Linked DNA regions of Pan troglodytes: region 1 is linked to region 2. Evidence: chromatin contacts called from public Hi-C data. All regions are on one chromosome and are shown on one strand. The core of a region is the stretch at or near the end of the contact, and the rest is flanking DNA. Distances in the headings are between cores, read along the strand shown.

Region 1 (2,849 bases), core at 109-2,608, 400 kb before region 2:
TGATAAAACGTTATGAAGAAGGCCAAACCACCGGCAGGAAATGCTGCACTGTTAATTTAGCAGAGAGTGCGTTATGAAATATTAGCGATAATGCCAGGGAAATAAAAAGCAGCATTAAGGCAAAAATATGCCACAATTGGAGTAATGTATGCAACCCATCCTTTCTACTTTGCATTCATTTCTCTGGCAAAATTAGTCAGAAATTATGCACGCTTTGAATTATGCAAGGTGTTCAGGACCACATGCTTTGCATAAAACGCTACTGCCCTGAGGTTCTCAGTGGGTGGAAGAATGAGTGACCATATTCTAGGGTTATCTTAGGCCAGGCCGTTGTACCCTCCTGTCCTAGGTGGGGATGCAGTGACCTCATCTGTAAAATGGGACCGTTGGACTGGCTTGTCTTTCTTTCCTTATTAGACTATGTCGAGACAGGCACCATTATATTTCTGACCCAAAAGTGTCTTTTGCTGGACGGATCCCACAGCTGATACCAAACTTGTCTTTATTAACTGTGAGGCTGGCCATTCAAACACCAGGTGCCAGAGAGGGTCCCTCACTCATCGGAGTCCAGGTGGGATGAATCCTCGGAGGCAAGGTCCCTCCACCTTCACCCTAGAGTCACACAGAGACTTGCCCTGGCAGCTGGTGACAGGTGGGTGGGAGAAGAAAAGGCCCCTGGGGAGCAGGAGAAAGCCAGGTGCCATGGGGACCCAGCGCCGCTGGAGGGCAGCACCAGCACACAGCTGAGGCCGCCTCTCCCGGAGCCCGGAGGGAGCTGGGTTCCGGTCGCCAGCGGTGCCCGGGTGAGCAGTTCACCCTCACGTCCCTGCTCTTACGAAGTTCCCATTCTTCTGGAGAAGACAAAATAAACGTGAACAAATGAACAAGTGTGCATGGTCATGCAGCAAGTGTTGGTACAAACAAGATAGTGGTGGGGGTGGGGACACCGTTAAATAGGGGCCAGGGAGGCCTAACCCGGGAGGGGATAGCTGAGATGCCACTTGAGTGGGGAAAACAGCCCGAGATCTGAAGGTTTCATGGAGAGGGGAAGGGGCCCCTAGAGGAGTCGGGAAAGCCTGGGTCAGGGAAGACGAGAAAACTGAGGAACAGAGAAGCCAGGTAACTTACCCAGGGTCATAGAGCCGGTGAGCTGGGGACAGCGCCTGTCAACGCCCGAGAGCCTTCCACGGCACTGGTTTCTCCGACCTTCCTCTCTAAACAGGACCGTGACAGTGACAGGTTCTGCCCCACTCCCCATTTCTGACCGCAATCTCCATAAGGAAACAGGGCAGGGATCACTGGCTGTGAGCCCAGCAAGTCCCCTCCCGTGGCTTTCTCAGTTATTAAATGGAAGGGTGGGTCCCCCCATAACTCCGAAGCTCCTCTCTCTAAGCGTCCGCGGGCCGGGAACGCCTGAATTCTGGCTCCCGAGCACCTTCTTGTGGACAGTTTTGGAATCACACGCTCAGCGAGAAACGGTCGTGGGAAAATGGTCTGTGCTAATTTCGGAGAGGCCAGTGGATTGGAAGGTATCACTGAGGGTGGGTGCACGTGTGTGTATGTGTGCGCGCGCACGTGCATGCGTGCATGCATCTGTGTGCCTGTGTGTGTTGGTCTGTGTGTGAATGTACCTCTGTGCGTATCTGTGTGTATGGTTGTGTGTGAGCATATACTGCTTGAGCCCGTGTGTGTGTGAGTGTGTGTGTGCACTAATGTTTGTTTATATGGGCACAGGCACACACATGTCCATGTCCATGTGTGTGTACCTGCATCTGTATTTTTTCGTCTGGTGTGTGGGCTTGTTTTTGTGTGCCTGCATGCATGTGCCCATGTGCGTGTGTGTTTTGGGAACTGGGACACAGAGGATGATATGAGAAGTCCCCAGTCTTTCTCACAAAGGCCTAACCACTCTCCCTGAAGCCAGCTTTCTCCCCTACTTGCTTCTGTCTGCACCATCACCTGAGTTCTCTCACCTGAACTTTCCACCGACATTTTTTGATGATTTTTCTGTTTTGTGTCCGTAGAGGCTCATTTGAATGTTACAGATCATAGCTCAAGAAATGATTCTCAGGCCGGGCATGGTGGCTCATGCCTGTAATCCCAGCACTTTGGGAGGCTGAGGCAGGTGGATCATCTGAGGTCAAGAGTTCAAGACCAGCCTGGCTAACATGGTGAAACCCCATTTCTACTAATAATAACAAATTAGCCAGGTGTGGTGGCGTGTGCCTGTAATCCCAGCTACTCGGGAGGCTGAGGCAGGAGAATCACTGGAACCGGTGAGGCAGAGGTTGCAGTGAGCCGAGATCCCTGGGTGACACAGCGAGACTCCGTCTAAAAAAAAAGAAAGAAAGAAAGATGTGATTCTCCTCTAGTCTACTCACCCAAATCATGAGTTTCACTTCTCAGGTAGGCTGATCACCCACTGTCCTGTTGAGACCTGGGGACTTGTACAAAGTCGTACCCTGGAGGGTTGAGCAGAAAACCAGGCACATAGTAACTAAGACAATGGAGCGTTAGCAAAGCACTCCACACATCCCGTTCACATGTGTGTCTTACTTGACTCACAGACTGATCTTTCGCCCTTTTTTTTTTTCCTTTTTGTGGTGAACAGGGTCTTGCTATATTGCCCAGGCAGGTCTCAAACTACCGGCTGATCTTTCAAGCCTAGGCAAGGTGAGGCTAATTATTCCCATTTTACAGATGAAGACACTGAGGCTCAGAGAGGGAAATAATGAAAATAGTACTGCAGGAACCATCTAACCAATATGCAAACTCTCTCATCCAGTTTTCATAACATCATCAATTCCCTTCTTTAAAAGACAAGGAGATGGAGGCTTTAAAAATGTGAG
Region 2 (3,102 bases), core at 229-2,728:
TAAAGTCAGCCAAGTTGGAGCCTGGCAGGTTGAAAGACCATTTCACTGGCGACACAGAACCCATTCCCCATGCGTTTCACCACCAACAGTTCTCTTGTCCTACCTGCGTTCCTCCTTGGCAGGCAGTTTACCAGACATCCAAGCACCAAAGGGGGCCATGTGGATCTGGCCTGGTCGTCCGTACAGCTGGAGGAGCCACGCCTCTTCCTGCCCTTTCTCAGGAAGCAAAGCACCTACTGTCTTCCCGCAGAGCCAGGGCAAGCATGGGCTTGGGAATGGAGCACACCTGCCTCCCCAGTCTGGCTCTCTGCCCTTTAATAATCGTGTCCCTGGGCCGGACGCGGTGGCTCACGCCTATAATCCCAGCACTTTGAGAGGCCAAAGCAGGCGGATCACCTGAGGTCAGGAGCTCGGAGACCAGCCTGGCCAATATGGTGAAACCCCATCTCTATTAAAATACAAAAATTAGCTGGGCGTGGTGGCGCGCGCCTATAATCCCAGCTACTCAGAAGGCTGAGGCAGGAGAATCACTTGAATCAGGGAGGTGGAGGTTGCAGTGAGCTGAGATCACGCCATTGCACTATAGCCTGGGTGACAGTGAAACGCCATCTCAAAAAAAAAAAAAAAAAGTGTGTGATCCTACATTCTCCCTCTCTGGCCTTTAGCTTGGTATTATAAAAATGGGGATACTATTTCCTTGGAGAGTTATATGTAGATTTAGTGAGCACAGAGCTTTTAGATCCAGGTTTCATGGAAGCACCAAAGTGTCTGTTAGGAGTGGGGAGGTTGCTACATGGTGAGGGACAGGGCCTTAGGTGCCCCATCCCCTTCCATCAGAGGCGCTTCCCTGGTGTTTGTTTACACGGCCAGGTTAGGCTTGCGATTTTGGATGGAGGAAAGGGTTATGCAGCTGAAAGAAAGCAGAAAGACCGCTGCTCTAGTTGTTGAGGAAGTGCTGGGCACCCAGCGGGCACTTAATAAATGTTAGCACTTTCCCTCTCCTCGCCCCCATCATTCTCCCCCCTGGATTCTTTATTAGATGGCTCGGTGAAAACCTGGACCCAGATGAATGGAGAGAAGGCAGCAGGCAGAAGATGGAGTGCTTTTAAAATATCAAGCGAATCACTGCAGGTGTGGAGTGCCTGGCGGGGGCTGGGGGTCACGGAGGCTGTGACCCAAATACAACGGGGCACAGGCTTACCGCAGCTCCACACTGAGGGCTCCTGCCTGCAACCAGCACAGAAAAGGCTCCCCAGAAACAGGGGAACCGGCCCCTGCCCCACCAACGCCGTTCGCAACAGGCTCACCCCCTCCTCCTCCTCCTCTCCTGAATGGAAGGACCCAGAGGAAAAGAGAGAGCTCTGAAATGTGCGAAGGGGCACAAGAGGTGGGGAGGCCCAGTGGGCTGACCTGGCTGCTTCTTGCAAATAAGCGGGGCCTGCTGCACTGCGAGGGCACCGAGAAGAAAGAGCTGCCATCAACCCTGCCGGGTTTTTCTCAGATCCTCTGAAAATGGATCTCCCGGGAGCAGCTCGGCAACCGGAGCCATAGCGCCACCTACAGGCTTCCTTCTGCCATGCACTTTGCCTTCAAATGCCCCTTTTCAGGGGCAGGTATTACACGCTAGGTGTGCCAGGGGCGGGAGCTCACATCAAATCCACTGAACTGCGAGGTGTCGTGTTGCTGATACGCTCAGACAAATGAGCTTGGTGTAGAGAGAACGGTCGTTGCTAACGTGTATCTTGCAGGCAGGGTGTCAGGGCTGCGCTCCAGGCAGGAAGCTGGCAGAGTTGACAGCCAATCTCCCATCTTTATGATGGGGAAACTGAGGCCGAAACTGTCCACAGTTACACAGTGAGTTGAAGGCAGAGCTAGGACAGGAAGTATTCTGTGCCTCTCCACTTGGATGGCTGTTCCCCTGTTAATTCCGCAATAACTGTACTGTGACAGCCACAGGAGCCTGCAGCACACACACTAAAGAGTGGCTCCTTTTCACTCAGAAATGTCAGGAGATGGGGCCAAGTTTAGAGGTTGCAGCTACAGATAAGCCTCCGAATACGGGCTCCATGGGGCCTGGGGATAGGCCCCTGCTCTGAATGTGGGTGTGAGAGGATTTAGTTCGCAGAACTGACTTTCCCTCCTACACACCGTGTCACGCTCACACTCTCCATCTAGCAAACTGTTTGCCCTTTATGGCCCACTCACAGGTTGCTGTCTTCCAAAGCCTTCTCTGATCCCTTCTCCCTGCCAGTGGAGTCCGTCATCTGTGCCACCACAGTACTTATTTGAGACATTGATCATTGAACAGGTTCCTCTGTATTATGATGATTTCTGTGTCTGTTTGTCTAAATGGAGAGTTCTGGTGTCTCCAAAGCTCAGCCCAGAGCCAGACACAAAGCAGGTGGTCGCTCCAAAAAGGATGGGTAGATGGAAGGATGGGTGGGTGTGTGGGTGGGTGGGTGAGTGGATGAAAGGGTGGGTGGATGGATGGGTGGGTGGGTGGGTGGATGAAAGAGTGGGTGGATGGATGGGTGGGTGGGTGGGTCGAGAGATGGATGAGTGGGTGGACAGCAAATGAAGCACACCTAGAGGATGGGGAACTACTCTATTCTATATTCTAGAACAGGGATAGCATCTGTTTCTAAGGAGACCTACATCTAAAAGCATCTGCTCCCAAGTCTAAGTCAAAAAGCATAACAGGGTGTGCATGCTAAGGGCGGTTGGGCTGGCCCCCTCCTCCTCCTGACTGCCCCTTCCCCCTGGTTTCCCAGATAACCCATTAGAAACCTGCCAGGGGTCTCCAAGGTGTAGTTCCCTGAATGCCTGCAGCAGAATCACCTGAAGAGTTTGTTAAAATGCAGGCTTCTGGGCCCTTCCCTCAGAGATTCTGATTCTGCGAGCCTGAGCAAGGGCCTGGGAATATGTATGTTTAAATCAGCACCAACAAAGTGAGGCTGATGTGAAGGTAAGTTTGATACCACTCATCAACACAGTACAAGGACATGCCAGAAACTGCCTTTGCTGACAGTCCACCCACAAAGGCTTAAAGAAACGACCCTGCCTCACAGACACCAAACGGTAGAAAGTGCCTATGGAGTCTTC

The links. Hi-C and Micro-C count contacts between places; a contact is called where the count stands out from the background.
Region 1: a Hi-C map of stem cell-derived neural progenitor cells shows a contact between it and region 2, with 4 times the contacts expected there. The contact joins the promoter of LOC100614109 here to the promoter of LOC100613860 in region 2. A contact is called at or near these places in 3 of 7 Hi-C or Micro-C datasets (induced pluripotent stem cells and stem cell-derived neural progenitor cells), 1 of 1 datasets of contacts at active chromatin or transcription factors (stem cell-derived excitatory neurons) and 1 of 1 other capture datasets (stem cell-derived neural stem cells).

Annotation. Positions count from the first base shown.
Region 1 is chr9:49,779,365-49,782,213 of NHGRI_mPanTro3-v2.0_pri, reverse strand. It overlaps LOC100614109, which reads right to left and starts at 1,358. Exons shown (of 2, transcript XM_003313000.5): 1 at 1,129-1,358; 2 at 486-851. The coding sequence starts at 1,258. The coding sequence ends at 619.
Region 2 is chr9:49,382,313-49,385,414 of NHGRI_mPanTro3-v2.0_pri, reverse strand. LOC100613860 (putative uncharacterized protein FLJ41423) reads right to left here and starts at 1,478. Exons shown (of 1, transcript XM_003312999.5): 1 at 375-1,478. The coding sequence starts at 1,478. The coding sequence ends at 975.